2 separate regions of the Astyanax mexicanus genome follow, and region 2 is linked to region 1. Evidence: chromatin contacts called from public Hi-C data. All regions are on one chromosome and are shown on one strand. Each heading gives the region's core, a stretch centred on a gene start, on an enhancer-like site or on the middle of the called end of the contact. The rest is flanking DNA. Distances are from core to core; before and after follow the strand shown.

What was found. A called contact is a pair of places that touch in the nucleus more often than the background predicts.
Region 2: a Hi-C map of muscle shows a contact between it and region 1, with 6 times the contacts expected there. The contact joins two enhancer-like sites. A contact is called at or near these places in 2 of 3 Hi-C or Micro-C datasets (both in muscle).

The regions. Positions count from the first base shown.
Region 1 is chr1:62,476,918-62,479,623 of AstMex3_surface, forward strand. No RefSeq gene overlaps it. Among protein-coding and RNA genes, the nearest start is that of LOC125786977, 13 kb to the left of the region's middle. Within about 2 kb of position 1,339, the one cell type or tissue checked has an H3K27ac peak away from gene starts, as active enhancers do.
Region 2 is chr1:62,510,717-62,513,474 of AstMex3_surface, forward strand. The region is part of intron 16 of dnm3a (dynamin 3a); the gene reads right to left. Among protein-coding and RNA genes, the nearest start is that of dnm3a, 38 kb to the right of the region's middle. Within about 2 kb of position 1,310, the one cell type or tissue checked has an H3K27ac peak away from gene starts, as active enhancers do.

The sequences.
Region 1 (2,706 bases), core at 89-2,588:
CTGCTACTACTAATAATAATAATAAGATGATGAAGAAGAACATTGTTAATAATACCGATGATAATAATATTATATAATATTATAATACATTATTATTACTACTATATATATATATATATATATATATATATATATATATATATATATATATATATATATTATTAATAATAAAACATGTGCTGGAGAAGGCATTGTGCAGCGGTCATAAACATTAATGCAACGCTGGATTTAAATAATATTTTTTTGTAATGCTTTGTAATAATTTAAGTATTTTATTTATTCATTTAGCTATATTCATAAAAATATCTAGCTATTTATTAAACCATGTCTAAGAATTCATAGCTCTCGGGATATCAAAATAATTTATTTAAAAGTCTGGGAAAACTCACTCCATAATTTTATTTTCAAGTGACTGAAGAAACGTGCTAAATGTTCAGTAATTAATAATATTTAACTCACCTAATATTTGTCATATTGTCTCCATACTTACCTTGCATCTTGTCAAGGCAACATTTGGTCAAATATCATGTCAATTAAAATAAACAATGTCACTATTAATAATATAAATCGTGCACCTCTAGATCAACCATGTCTTCATTGCATGCTAATTTTCCTTAAGTAATTATTTTTTATATTTGTAAGGGCCACAAGGCACAATATTCTGATGTCTCAGGTCTGCTATTCCACTTCCATCCACTTGATGTCAGTGTTAGACATTGACTAAAACCCTGGCAAAGAAATAGAAAATAACTGAAATGTACTAAAATGACTATTCTCTACTCTGTTTTCTTTTCGCAAAACCATACTGCACTTCCTAATATGCAATTTTTAATTAGCAATAAACAGACAAGACACTCTCCAGGGTGATGCTTTGGTCAGGCCAGGTTTTTTATTTTCCAAATTACACACATGCACACACACACATGGCTGAAGTCCATCTTTTGATATTCTTGTTGTTGTTTTTTGTACAGTAGTCACAGTCTGACATGAGCAGCGTATGGCTTTACATCTAGCTAATGTGTCTAAGTAAAATCCAGCATAAATCAGTGCACTGGTATGATCTGGACTGATCTACTACAGCAGGGGTATTTAATTAGAATTTAGTTCGGTCCAGTTAGAGAAAAATACGCCAGGCCGAGGTCCGGACCGTCGCCATTTTTATATACTGTATACTGAAGAAGCCTAGTACTGTCAGTGTTTTATGTCATCAAGAGAGAGAGAGAGAGAGAGAGAGAGAGAGAGAGAGAGCCTGCGAGCGAGGGTTTTTTTTCCCGGATCCGGACCGCGGTCCGTCTATTATTGACCCCTGCTGTAGGATGTACGTTCCTGAATTAAAACCAAAAAAGTGCGTCGGCTTGTGTTTATGCCCCGAGGTTACCTGAGGACAGTCCTCACACACACCCAGCCCCCACCAGCGCCTACATATATATAGTAATACCCCAAAATCGCAGTTCTGTCACTGTGTTTATTGAAAAAGCAGTTAGTGGCTAATGCTAAAAAATGAATGGGAAAAAATAATATAGTCAAATATGATTTCATATTTCAACAAGATTTTCTTTATAATAAGTAATTTTGATTGAAGTTTCGTAAAACAAAGTTTTCAGAGTCAATCATTCAGATTCAGACACCTCGAGAGGGAGGGGCGCGGGCGTAGCTGGGGACACGCAGCACGCTTCACTAGAAAAAACAAAACAAAAACGCAGCCCAAAAATTCAGCCCAAGAGGAGTTTGAAGATGCCATAGGCAGTGTTGTGCCAGTTCACAGCTTTTCTGAACTAGTTCAAGTTAAGTTCATACATGCTCAAAGTGAACAGTTCACGTTCGAAGTTCACAATTTTAATTCTGAACTAGTTCAAAGTTCAGTTCATTTTACCTTTTCACACTACAAGCTAGAAATCACTTTACGTTCTTTTAAACTGCTCATTGTAGACATTTGCTCATAACACTACAATTGTGTGTTTCTAACCAGGTGATAAATCTCTCTCACTCTCGCGCTCTCTCCAGCCCCCAGCGCTCTTTTGCACACAATGTCAAAACCATTTCTGTCTGGTGATACATAATTTAAAGGTCACCTTCCGCGAAAATCCGATTTTTCTTGTTTTTTGTGGAATACAGTAGGTCTCTCCGAGTTGAATGTGTACACCTGCACATTAAACTGTTTTGCAGCCCCCATTGTCTGCAGGAGCTAAGCAAAGGAATCCCCCCTCCCCCCCTCCGAAAAACGGGTGAATTTTGAATTATCTTTCTGCCTACGTAGGCAGAAACTCACAGACCAGCCCACCTTGGCTCGAGAAACTCCCAGAGGCGGAGCTGAAGCGACGCAACATCACCGCTCATCAGTTAAGGTGCTTGCACACTGCACGCGGTAGGTGCGGCGCGGTACGCTGACCCCCATAGGATTCAATAGTGTCTAGAGCGGTAGAGCGGTGCGTCGCTGCCGCGGAGCAGAGCGGAAAGCGGCGCGTTTCCCCGCCCATAACCACGCCTCCACCGCGCTACCGCTTACCGCGGGCAAAGTTCAACATGGTTCAACTTTGACCTCGCGGCAAGCGGTACCTCGGCAGAAAACGCATGACGTGAACTCACGCGACTAGAGAGAAACTGTAGTCCAAACAACAATAAACGTGCGCGAGAGACTAATAATAGCGATTAGTGAATCCCCTCAGCTGTACATCACTTCCCTACACTCATATAGAGATAACAGGA
Region 2 (2,758 bases), core at 60-2,559, 34 kb after region 1:
GTTAAAAATTAAAGCACAACCATAATCAAAAGAGATCATGTCTTTTGGTTGCTTAACAGATTGAAGCTGAATGCAGCAACTTTCTGTTTAACACCAATCAGCACTAATAACATTCCAAAAGCTGTGCTAAACTGTAAGATTTTGCAAGCTGTTCTGATCTATGTGCATGTAATCGTGGTTAGCATGGCTGGAGGGGAGAGTACTACAAGAGCAAATACAGAGGGATGCTGCAAGATCTTTAGCAAGCGGCAAAAGGCTTGAGAGGGGGAGAGAAAAGAATGAAAGGGGGATTGAGAGATAGAAAGAGAAGGCGCACATGTGGAAGTCATTATTCAGACTGAGCTTCTAAAACACAACATTTCTCAAAGTAAGGGAGGGGGGGGGGACAAGAATCCCCTTCTCCAACTCTCCCTCTCCGTTGTTATGTCCGGGAGGGGCTGGGGTCTCAGGAAGCGGCTTGGATTACACCATGAATAACGGTACAGCGGAGAAGCTGGAGAGAAGTTGAACCATTGAAGGTGCAAGAGGGCACAAACCTCACACTCAGAAGTGGGGACCAAATCGGATTGTTCTATTTGTGATCTGACAAACCAAAGACTAGTCTTGAAAAAGAAAAAAAAACAGTCTTTTAATTAGCTTAAAAAGACAATCACGCATCATATATCATATGTTGTTCTTCCTTTTTCTTTTTTTTTTTTAACTTTCTTCCACTCTAACTCACTCCCTGCACCCCTCCTCCTCTGCTCCCCTCCAAAACTTTCTCTTTTTTCCCTTCCAGAGGGGCCCACTTCCTGCCTGCGTTTTTAGAGGTTGAAAAAAAAGGTCAGAAATGACGGGCTGGCGTTAAGACTACAACATCTGGTACCGCTTTAGAGACAGAGAGAGAGAGAGAGAGAGAGTGGGGAAGAGAAAGCGAGGGAAAGAGTGGGAGAGTTAGAGAGAGAGAGGAAGAGAGAGGTAGAAAAAGATGGTGCAGGAAAAGTCTAGAGCATGACAAGGAGTACAGAGGGAGGATGGAGGGAGACACACACACAGGAGGATGGAAGAAAGTAGAGGACAGCAGAGCGTCAAAACGAAGGATCGAGAGTATTCTGGAAAAAAGTGATAGCGCAACAACGGACCACTCCAAAAAATCGATTCCCCCAGGGTCCCATCAACCCTTATATGGCCAGCGGGTCCCTCCCTCTCTCTCTCTCTCTCTCTCTGTCTCTCACTCTTACCCGCTCTCCTTCACTCCCTCGTTCTTCTTTCGCTCTTTTTTCACTATGCCTTCCCTAAACGCACTGCCAGACTGACTGCCGGCTTCGGGAGTGAAATGTGCCACGTCAAGGCTGGATACTGGACCCGAGCGATATGGAGCAAATACACGACTTTGTGGCCTTCGGACTCGGGAGAAGGAGGGAAAGACAGAACGAGTCAAACTTTTAGCGAAGGCCTGGAGCGGATGACTCTAATGAAAAGAAGAAGAAAAAAGAGGGAAGGAGAAAACTGGAGACTATTTCAATCTTGTTGATTTCTATCTTTCACTTCCTCCTACAAATGCCTGGGCCTGAGGGAATGGGCTGAGGAATAGAGTTTTAGGAGAGAGGGAAAAATAGTGAGAAAAAGAGAGAGAAAAAGAAAGAGAATGAAAGAAAGAGGGACGGTATCCTGCTCCGTCATCCCAGTGTTCAGACTACCTGTTCAGGATCATACTGGTGTACAGTAGTCTGCACATTGGTTAGACTGTGCAAGGGCTTGGCTACACTTACATTACACTGCTAGGCAGATGACCTCTGTAGGTGGAAGGAAGGATGTGCTTTGTAGCTTTTACATTTCCGTGGTCTCTATCTTTCACTTTTGCTCTCTTTTTGCCTTCTCCAATGTTTGTACGGATAATTACCGTGGTTTGTACTGTATGTGTGGTAATGTCTACGTAATCTCCTACACTCTTAAAAATGAAGGTGCCAAAAAGACTTTACAACTAAAGACCTTTCTTAAAAAAAAAACTCCATTGAAACTGTGCTTATGTCTTAACTGGCTCCTGTATGTTTAAGAGTGTATCTCTGAAATGTGAATGGCCATGTGTGTGTCAGAGTGTATTACATGTTGTTGCTAGGCTATAGCAAGTAAAATTTACATATAGCAACACATAACTTTAAAGATTTTGCATTAATATTATCAATGCATTAATATTATCAACTAACTTAACAAATATATATACTTATCACTGGCGTATGCTACATGGTGTGAGTATGTTGCTGTCAGGCCTGCTCTTGAGCTACAGATTAACTTTTACTGCTGCATGGCACTGTCCACACTAAAAAAAACATAATTTATTTTAACATACTCTGACTTATTAGAATTAAAACAAACACACTTTTATGTATGTATATTTATATCTTTTGAGTGGCAGTGTGGGAGAGACAGGTGAAGAGAGAGCGTAAAGTGTGAGCGAATACGGAGGTTAGACTGAGTAATGGTCATCTGTTTTCCCTCATGCGGCACAACGAGAGAGAAAGCGGGAGAGCGAGGGAGAGAAAGAGGGGGCTGTAGGAATGTGTGTCTGTTTAGTGTTGGGCTGATTTACCCAAAGCATCGGCATCAGAGAAGAACCCCAGCCATACTGAGACATCACTGACTACACACACACACACACACGTGGGGAAAGAGCGCGAGAGCGCGAGAGAGAGAGAGAGAGAGAGAGACCTGAGTGGCTGCTGTAGCTGAACTCTAAGCTAACGAGTGAACTAAGTTATTGCAATTCAGAATTTTTTGT